Regions from separate parts of the Capsicum annuum genome. Here region 2 is linked to region 1. A link is a contact called in public Hi-C data. All regions are on one chromosome and are shown on one strand. Each heading gives the region's core, a stretch centred on a gene start, on an enhancer-like site or on the middle of the called end of the contact. The rest is flanking DNA. Distances are from core to core; before and after follow the strand shown.

Evidence for each region. A called contact is a pair of places that touch in the nucleus more often than the background predicts.
Region 2: a contact with region 1 is called in a Hi-C map of leaf, with 2.5 times the contacts expected there. The contact joins the enhancer-like site here to the promoter of LOC107853078 in region 1. A contact is called at or near these places in 4 of 5 Hi-C or Micro-C datasets (bud, leaf and placenta).

Annotation. Positions count from the first base shown.
Region 1 is chr1:254,858,960-254,863,244 of UCD10Xv1.1, reverse strand. It overlaps LOC107853078 (2-keto-3-deoxy-L-rhamnonate aldolase), which reads right to left and starts at 2,960. Exons shown (of 1, transcript XM_047402606.1): 1 at 1,172-2,960. The coding sequence starts at 2,465. The coding sequence ends at 1,422. LOC107853079 (serine/threonine-protein kinase OSR1) reads right to left here. Exons shown (of 21, transcript XR_007049362.1): 20 at 3,551-3,642; 21 at 3,189-3,431.
Region 2 is chr1:254,980,934-254,984,925 of UCD10Xv1.1, reverse strand. It overlaps LOC107851847 (protein FLX-like 2), which reads left to right. Exons shown (of 5, transcript XM_016696948.2): 3 at 988-1,133; 4 at 1,245-1,336; 5 at 2,383-2,964. The coding sequence ends at 2,784. Among protein-coding and RNA genes, the nearest start is that of LOC107851847, 14 kb to the left of the region's middle. Within about 2 kb of position 2,510, at least 2 of the 5 cell types and tissues checked have an H3K27ac peak or open chromatin away from gene starts, as enhancers often do. A contact at or near this core is called in leaf, where this site is marked.

The DNA.
Region 1 (4,285 bases), core at 1,711-4,210:
ATCAACATGATCTATTTAATTGGTCATCAGCGGTGCGCCCAAGAAGTTTCACCCAAAACCATTTGGATGCCCGCACTCACCCCTCAATTCATAGCCTAACGCACACTAAGAATTAAAAAAAATCTTAATTGTAAGTATCTTTCTCATATATTTTTAAAAAGACATCTGCAGACGCTCCAAATCAACACGATTCATTTAATAGGTCGTTAGGGGTGAGCAAAGAAACTTCATTGAAAACCATTTGGACGCATGGAATCACCCCTCAACTCATAGGATAATGCACACCAAGAATCGAAGAAAAAGTCTCAATTTTTAGTATTTTGCTCATATATCTTTATAAAAACTTCTGCATACTCTTTCAAATCGGTGGTTGTTAGCCCACGGTTGTCTGTGTTGGCCCGAGGTGTGGCCGTGATTTGAATCAAAAATCGACAAGCGGCACCCCGATCCCCGACCGTGTGTGGAGCGGGTGATGGTGGATGGCGGGTCCATGTCAAACAACCTAGTGAAGCAATAATTAGAGCTTTTGGTGTTACTAACACAATTTTTTTGAAAAATTGTTCACTTCAGTATTTCTGTTCACCAACTTTACGATCCTTTTGATGATTATCACATTCAAATCACACCATAGTCATATAGAACTTCATAATCTTCCACGGCAGCTGTTCTAAAGTACTAAAAAAAAAACGGACAGCTCGGTGCACTAAAGCTACCGCTATGCGCGGTATCCAGGGAAGGGCTCCACCACAAGGGTGTATTGTATGCAGCCTCACCTTGCATTTCTACCAGAGGCTGTTTCCAAGGCTTGAACTCGTGACCTTATGGCATCAATTTTACCGGTTACTCCAAGGCTCCCCTTCTTCTAAAGTAATATACATTAGTATAAAAAAGATGCAACCTATCATGCTGAGACTGATCAACATACCGAAAATTCTCCAACGAGGACCTAGAATTAGACTACCTAACAAGTCATCTGATTTCAATTTTCAACAATTAATACAACATACTCAGTGAAATCCCACAAGTGAGGTCTGGAGAGGGTATAGTGTACGCATACCTTACCACTAAGAAACTTGGCTCAAGTGCAGCAAATCCACGTACAAAGAAGACAGAAACAGTGAAGAAAATATAGCAACTAACAACGAAAAATCAGCTAAACAATCAATCAAAGTTTTGCTCAAAACGAAGAAAAAAGGCTCTATTGCATAAGTAGCTCAAATTCAAAACTTTGACACTAATCACAAGACTCATAATCAACAAAAAGCATAACAAAACACTTAGAAAATCTACCACGAAATCTAACAAAGTTCGAATTTTTACTCAAATTCGAAACTTTGACACTAATCACAAGACTCATAATCAACAAAAAGCATAACAAAACACTTCGAAAATCTACCACGAAATCTAACAAAGTTCGAATTTTACTCACTCCAGTACTTCTCATCACCATCTTTATCATCTTTCTGATCGTCAGCTCCTTCAACCAAACACTTTTTGAACTTCTTCACGTCCTCCACGGCCGCATTCCTAAACATCGCAACATCAACTGCTCCCGAAACCATATGATACCCTCTCGATTTCAAATTCTCAGGACTATCATGTGGCATTGCAAATCCAGATAAATACGCCCCGCCGTTGTTTGGTTTCTTCTTCAACACTCCCTTTTCAGCTACATTCATCATCTCCCTGACCTTCTTATTCCCTGGATCCCATAAATACCCTAAACTCGCACTCAAATCCAATGGTCCCATTTGAATACAATCAAGCCCTTCAACTTCCGCGATTTCTTCAATCTTCTTCACCCCTTCAACGCTCTCCACTTGACACATTATCAATAGCTCATCGGCGTAATTACTCAAATACCCTTCATCAATTCCATACCCCGAAGCTCGAACAACTGTATGAGCTGATCCTCGTATTCCATTAGGCGGGAAGCGACAGTATGACACCGCTTTTCGGGCTGATTTCGGGCTGTCTATCATTGGAAACATAATCCCATCCGGGCCGAGATCGAGTGCTTTCTTAGCCCAAGGTTCGGAAGATTCCGGAACACGTAGAATTGCTGGAGTACCACTAACCGCTAATGCGCGTAGACAATTTAATGCATCGGAGATACCTCCGGGGCCGTGCTCCATATCAACAACGGCGAAATCGTACCCGGAAAGTCCGGCGATTTCGGCGATGGTAGGGGAGAAGCTGAGGAGGAAGATGCCGTAGAGAGTTTCGTTATTTTTGAGCCGAGTTTTGAGGGATTTGGGGGTTTTGGTGGCGGCGGCGGCGGTGGTGGTGACGGCGGAGGAGAATTTGAAATTGGGGATTAGGGTTTTTAGGGTTAAGGGTTTTGGGAATTTGGGGAATAATGGATGGGAGGAAGGGTAATTTGGGAAAGTGGAAGTTAAGGATCTACGAAGAGTTAAAAGAGATGAAGAAGAAGAAAGGGAAGAAAGAGTTGGCATGGTTGACATTTTGGTGTCAAAAGTGTTGGGTTGATTGATCTGAATAGGATATATATAGTATAGTAGACCTACTTTACTAGTTGAGTTCAAATTGTATGCTAAAACTAACAATCACCTAGTCTTAAAATTCTTTTGATATAATATCTTATAAAAGTGAAATTTTAAATTGGCCTTTATTAAAATAATAAAATATCACCATCATCAACAACAACATATCCAGTATATTCTTAAATACACCAAGTAATACAACAAAAGATATCACAACCTGAACTCATAATAACTTTCTACCCTAATCCGCCTTCTCCATAACTTTCTATCTAGGGTCATGTCATCGGTAATGAAATATCATCGAAGATTAAAAAAAAAAAAAATTCTTTATAATGGATGATTTCACGAAAATTGTAAAAAATAAACAAATTCAGACATAAAACACTGTATCTTAGAAAGACGAGGTTGTAATGTATCTTCTTTTTTTTTTTCTTACTTAAAAATTCACCGACGACCTTTTTTTAACTTGTACCAATGGCCCTTTTTTGATTTAGTAAAGTTGAAAAAATTGAAAAATTTTACTAACCTCCAAAATAAAATTGAAGAAGAATGTTAATGGAGTTTGTTAGTAAGTTGAAAGTTAACGTTGAGCAAACGTGTGTAAATTTGAACTTGATTGAAGTTCCTGGATTTTGTGCAAGCATTAAGCGTAGGAATTGGAATATTGAGTTATGTAGAGAAACGGTAAAAAAAGAGATTTTTGTAATTACGATTTTATGTAAGTAATGAAGAAAATAAACCTCTGGTACTGGAGACATGGATTTCAGCTAGCACTTGCCAAATAAATAAAGAAATGCTATACAAACTAATGATTTTGTGTATTCATCCATTGGAGCTGGATTACTCCACATTGAGCTTCTATTCATCGATGAGTTTTTTCCGGCCACACGAATAGTGAACTCTGCTCCGTCCTATATATAACTCGATCTACACAACCAAAAAAAAAAAAATGTGTCTGAATTACGCGTTCAACTTGGATAAAAGAAGTCAAAACTCTGGCAGCAGTAAACATCAAACGGAAACCTGAATGTACATGTTGTTTATACTTCAAAGTGATCTTTCAGCATCAAGATTACGATTCTCTCCTGTCCCAATCTTCCCCCTGACTTGACGACATGGAATTTAGCCGCTGTTGCAACTGGTATGGCAGCAGTAGAAAATCATGTTATGAAATGACAACCGCAAATAAGATACTGTGAAGAAATTTTTCATTCAACTTTTTATTTGGAGGTTTGTGGAGAGAGGAAGCAATTGGAAATCCAAACCGTGATGGAATTTACTTCTTGTAGTTTATTTCAATCTTTTGAATGCACTCGAAAAGTTAGATGATATTCTATACATTGAAATTTTGTGGACTTTCAATTTTGGTTAAAGTTCACCCTAAATCTAGCTTGATGGCTACTCAACCTAAAACCTAAATTACGCCGATATAAAGGGGCCAAATATCCTTAGTATCCCACAAATTCACGAGATATTTACAAAGAGATCAAAGATCTGAAAAGTCCCAATAAATTCATGAGATATTCATAAAGATCAAAACTCTCTCTTCTTGATAATCAAATACATCAAGAAGATAAACTCTTCTTTCATGGAGATCAAATCCAAATGTTCCTCCGTTCGAAAAATACGCCACTAACGGCCCTTGAATTACGGAGAAATTCATATCCAAATCTTCATACATTCGAGAAATATGCTATTGACGAACCTCGAATTACGAAGAAAATCAAGAGAGAAGAATCAAGGGAGGAACAGATTTGTACCCACATCGTTTATCAATAAAA
Region 2 (3,992 bases), core at 1,261-3,760, 120 kb before region 1:
AACATCTAATGTTGTCCATTTTCTATTTATTAGTTGTGAACTTATATATATATATCTTGAAACTGGTAAGTTGTGATATTGTAGATGAAAATAGCCAAGCATTAGGACTGCGCTTGTGAATTACTCCCTTCGTTTCAATTTGTTTGGCTTGATTAAGAGTGCAATGGTCAACCTAACTAATGTTCGGTGTGAATTTGAACGTAGAATCTTCACTTTTTTGAAATAAAATTTACATATTTAGAAACTACATCAAAAGTACTATAAGTCGCATTTCTTAACAACTGAAAGTATTTGAGAAAAATGTTTTCAAAGAAATATTCTTTGACTTTCCTAATAGCAACTAAGACAACAACTTGAAACGGAGGGAGTACATAAAACCTATATTCTATTGGAAAATTGCTCTCAGTGCGGCCCCCCTGACCGCATAACTCCAATCCATCCCGTTTTGATATGGCTTGCTAGTTTTGCACCTTCTTTTTTCAGTCCCAAAGCTAATATGAGCAATTTTATCCGCTTGTGCTGTGAATTGGTTCCAATTTGAGTTTCCCTCAAGGATCATGGTTCTGAATTACCCCTAGTTTTTTTCTCTTACCAAGTCGGCATCATAATCATGGATCAGATTCCAGACACTAAATTGGAACAGAGTTGTTCCAATAGAAAGATGTGACGAACAAATCACAATGAGGTGAGTATCTGTAGAATCAAATGGATATGTGGAGGAACTGCGCAAATCTCAGTGTAGTAGTCACTTCACGAATGTGATTAAAGGATTTAACTCAGTGTGCGGGCGGGCTAGTTCATTTTAGATTTGTAGTGGGTATTTGAGGTTAAATCATTTGGGAGACACTTCAAGGATGTCATACACATAGCTTATCGTATGCTAGCATTAGAGAGGGGAGAAGTAGTAATGTTTGATAATGCTTTTCAATGAATGCTAACTTCTTGTTTGATCGAGAGATGTTTTGGTTTCCGTCATTCGATTGACAGGACTACCTATGAGTACGAGAGAAAATTGTACAGTGATCATCTTGAATCTCTTCAAGTTATGGAGAAGAACTACATGACTATGTCCAGAGAGGTGGAAAAACTTAGGGCAGAGTTAGCAAACACTTCTAACTCTGACAGACAAACAGGTAGCACATCTGCTTAATCACTTCTCTCTTCTTTTTTTTTTTGGATAGTTGTACTGGCCGTTGTAGTTGTAGAAGAATTTAATAGTTACATTAATTGTAATGTATATACAGGTGCGCCATATGGTTCAGCTGGATACAATGAGAATGATGCCACTAATAATTATGCTATTGGACAAAACATCTATGCAGATGTCTATTATCAGGTTTTAATCTGTTATTCTCATGTATCCGTTAGTTCTACAATGGTTCCCTCTGAATTGAGGAAGTTGAAATGCTGTTATGTGGTTTTAAATGCTATCTTCTTATGCTTCAAGTTCTCTAAATTATGTTCGCCGGAATTGAGCTGGTGGATATTGGTACTATGCATGTAAACTTTGTGTTCTGTTTTTGAGCAAAACTATCTAGTCTGAAGATACAAAGAATGTGAGAACAGGGGAAAAAAACAAACAAACAAGGGTAATAAATATGAATTGAAAATCTTAATAATTAGTTTACCTACGTGGATTTTGACTCTTAAATCCGGGGTGACCCTTTTCTCTAACATTAGCAACTCTTTCTGGTAAGTGCCTATATAATTGCTGTAGATTCATCACTCATGGATATTTTAGATTTGAATTTCCTTTTCCATTTGAACATTTATAACTCCTAATCAACTACTTTATTTGGTTGTCAAGCTAGCCATCTAAATTTGATTGATGCAGAGTAGAAAGGAAAATTTTCATAAAAGCACTCGGACTGTTCTTGAAACCCTGCTAAGCCTTTAAAATGAATAAGCCAGAATCGCTGCAATAGCTCCTTTGTTTGCTATCATCTAGAACTACCTCTTAACAAAATAGTGTAACTTGAAACTTGCTGATGCCCAACTTATTTTTCTGAGTTGAGATGTATAGTTCAATTCTTGAAGTCCAATAGCAGAATTCTAATATAATAATTTTCTAATCTTTAGGAATTTGAAATCAACTAAACCTTTCGTTATAAATCTCTTCCTTATTTGAAATATATATTAAGTCCTAATATTTAGAAGACCAAAAGTTTCAAATTTTCAATTTGTGTAATTTCGCAAATTTTAAAAGATTTTATGTGTTGCTTATTTGTCAGGTCGAAGAAACAACAATTTAGAAGATTTTATTATGTATTGACTAATATAGGTTCTTGTTTCATCGGAACAGTGTCTCGTGTGAAAATGTTCTTTATTATTATTTATTGCGAATGCCAAAAGCTGACCGTATCTCTACACTTTACATGGCAGGGCAGAGGCTCCCTGGCAACAGGGACTAATGTTGGAGGAGTTCCTGCAGTTACATCTCCACAAGTTGGAGCTCAATGTGTGCCCCCGTCAAACAGGCCTCCTTATGATGGACAAGGGGGACAAAGGGGATCAGGCGTTCCTGGTTTAGCAGCTTATGAAGCTCAAAGGGGGCATGGATATGATACAATGAGGGGAACTGGGTGTTATGAAGCTTACAGAGATGGATATGGGGCACCTGCTCAGAGAGGATCTGGCTATGACGGATCATCCAAAGGTGGTGTTGCAACTCAAGGACAGGTAGCACCTACAGGAAATCCTCATGGGCCATCTACCTCACCTGGTCTTGTTGGTCCTGGATATGATGCGTCGAAACAAGGTGGAGGAAATCCAGCTCGCAGATGATTTTCAGCTCTATTTTTGTGTTATTTCTTGAGGAATATTTTCACTATTACAAGTCTCCTTAAAAATCTATTCACTGGTTAATGTTAAAGAAGGAAATCTTGCTCGTTGATTGATGAACTGGTTCAAGTTAACTATATTTGATGTTTCACATTTAGAAATATCTAAATTGAGGTTGGTTTACTTTTTTTTTTTTTTTTTAAATATTCATAGAAGCTGCTGATTGTTGATTGTGAGAGAGAGCCCCTTCAAGCTAACATCGAAAATGGAAGCAATCTTTTCTTATGCATACGGTGTCTTGGATTGAATGACATCGGAGTTCTGCTTATTAATTGCTACAAAAGTGAGAGACCACAAAAAATTATTTCAACAATTAAATTCAAAATCGATCCAAAAGTGATTTGAACACCCTTCGAAAGAATTTTTTACCCTTTATTAAAAAAACTCTTTTTTAGTTAAAATTGTCTTTTCACTATTTTTCTAAAATATATGGTAGGAGAATTAATTAATATTTTTTTTTTCTATTGTTAAATTAAAAAAATACTCCTATAAATATTGAAATGTACGTTAATCTAGAGAACAAATCGATTTGTCTATTGGGAGAATATGATTGATGCTCATCTAACTTTATTTTATTGCATGTCTAGATTAGTAGATGATTGATTTTTAAACCCTCAACTTCTTCACTATTTTTGTCAGCATAATAGAATTCAACATGTATGTATGTATATATATATAATAGTGATCATTCTTTATGGTCAAAATTTTCGCCCAGACAAAAATTAATTGGATCAAAATCGAAACTTTATGATCACTATTATATTTTTTTTTATAGTTTACAGTTCGTAGATGAATGTTGATTGACTTTGAAGTATTTTTGTGTAAAGGTTAGGTTTAATTGTTTTGTTTTGATATCTTTATTATCTTATTGTTTTATTTAAATTACAGATGCTAGATGAATGTGGGTCGGCTTTGAAATTTTTTTTTAGGTAAAGGTTAGGTTTAATTGTGTTGTCGTAATATCTCTATTAGTTTGTTATTTTGTGGTAGTTTACAGTTCGTAGATGAATCTCGATCGGGTTTGAGAATTTTTTGTGTGTAAAATTTAAGTTTAATTGAATTGTTTTGATATCACTTTTATCGTATTATTTTGTTGCAGTTTACAGGTGATAGATAAATGTTGGTTGATTTTGAGGAATTTTCTTATGTAA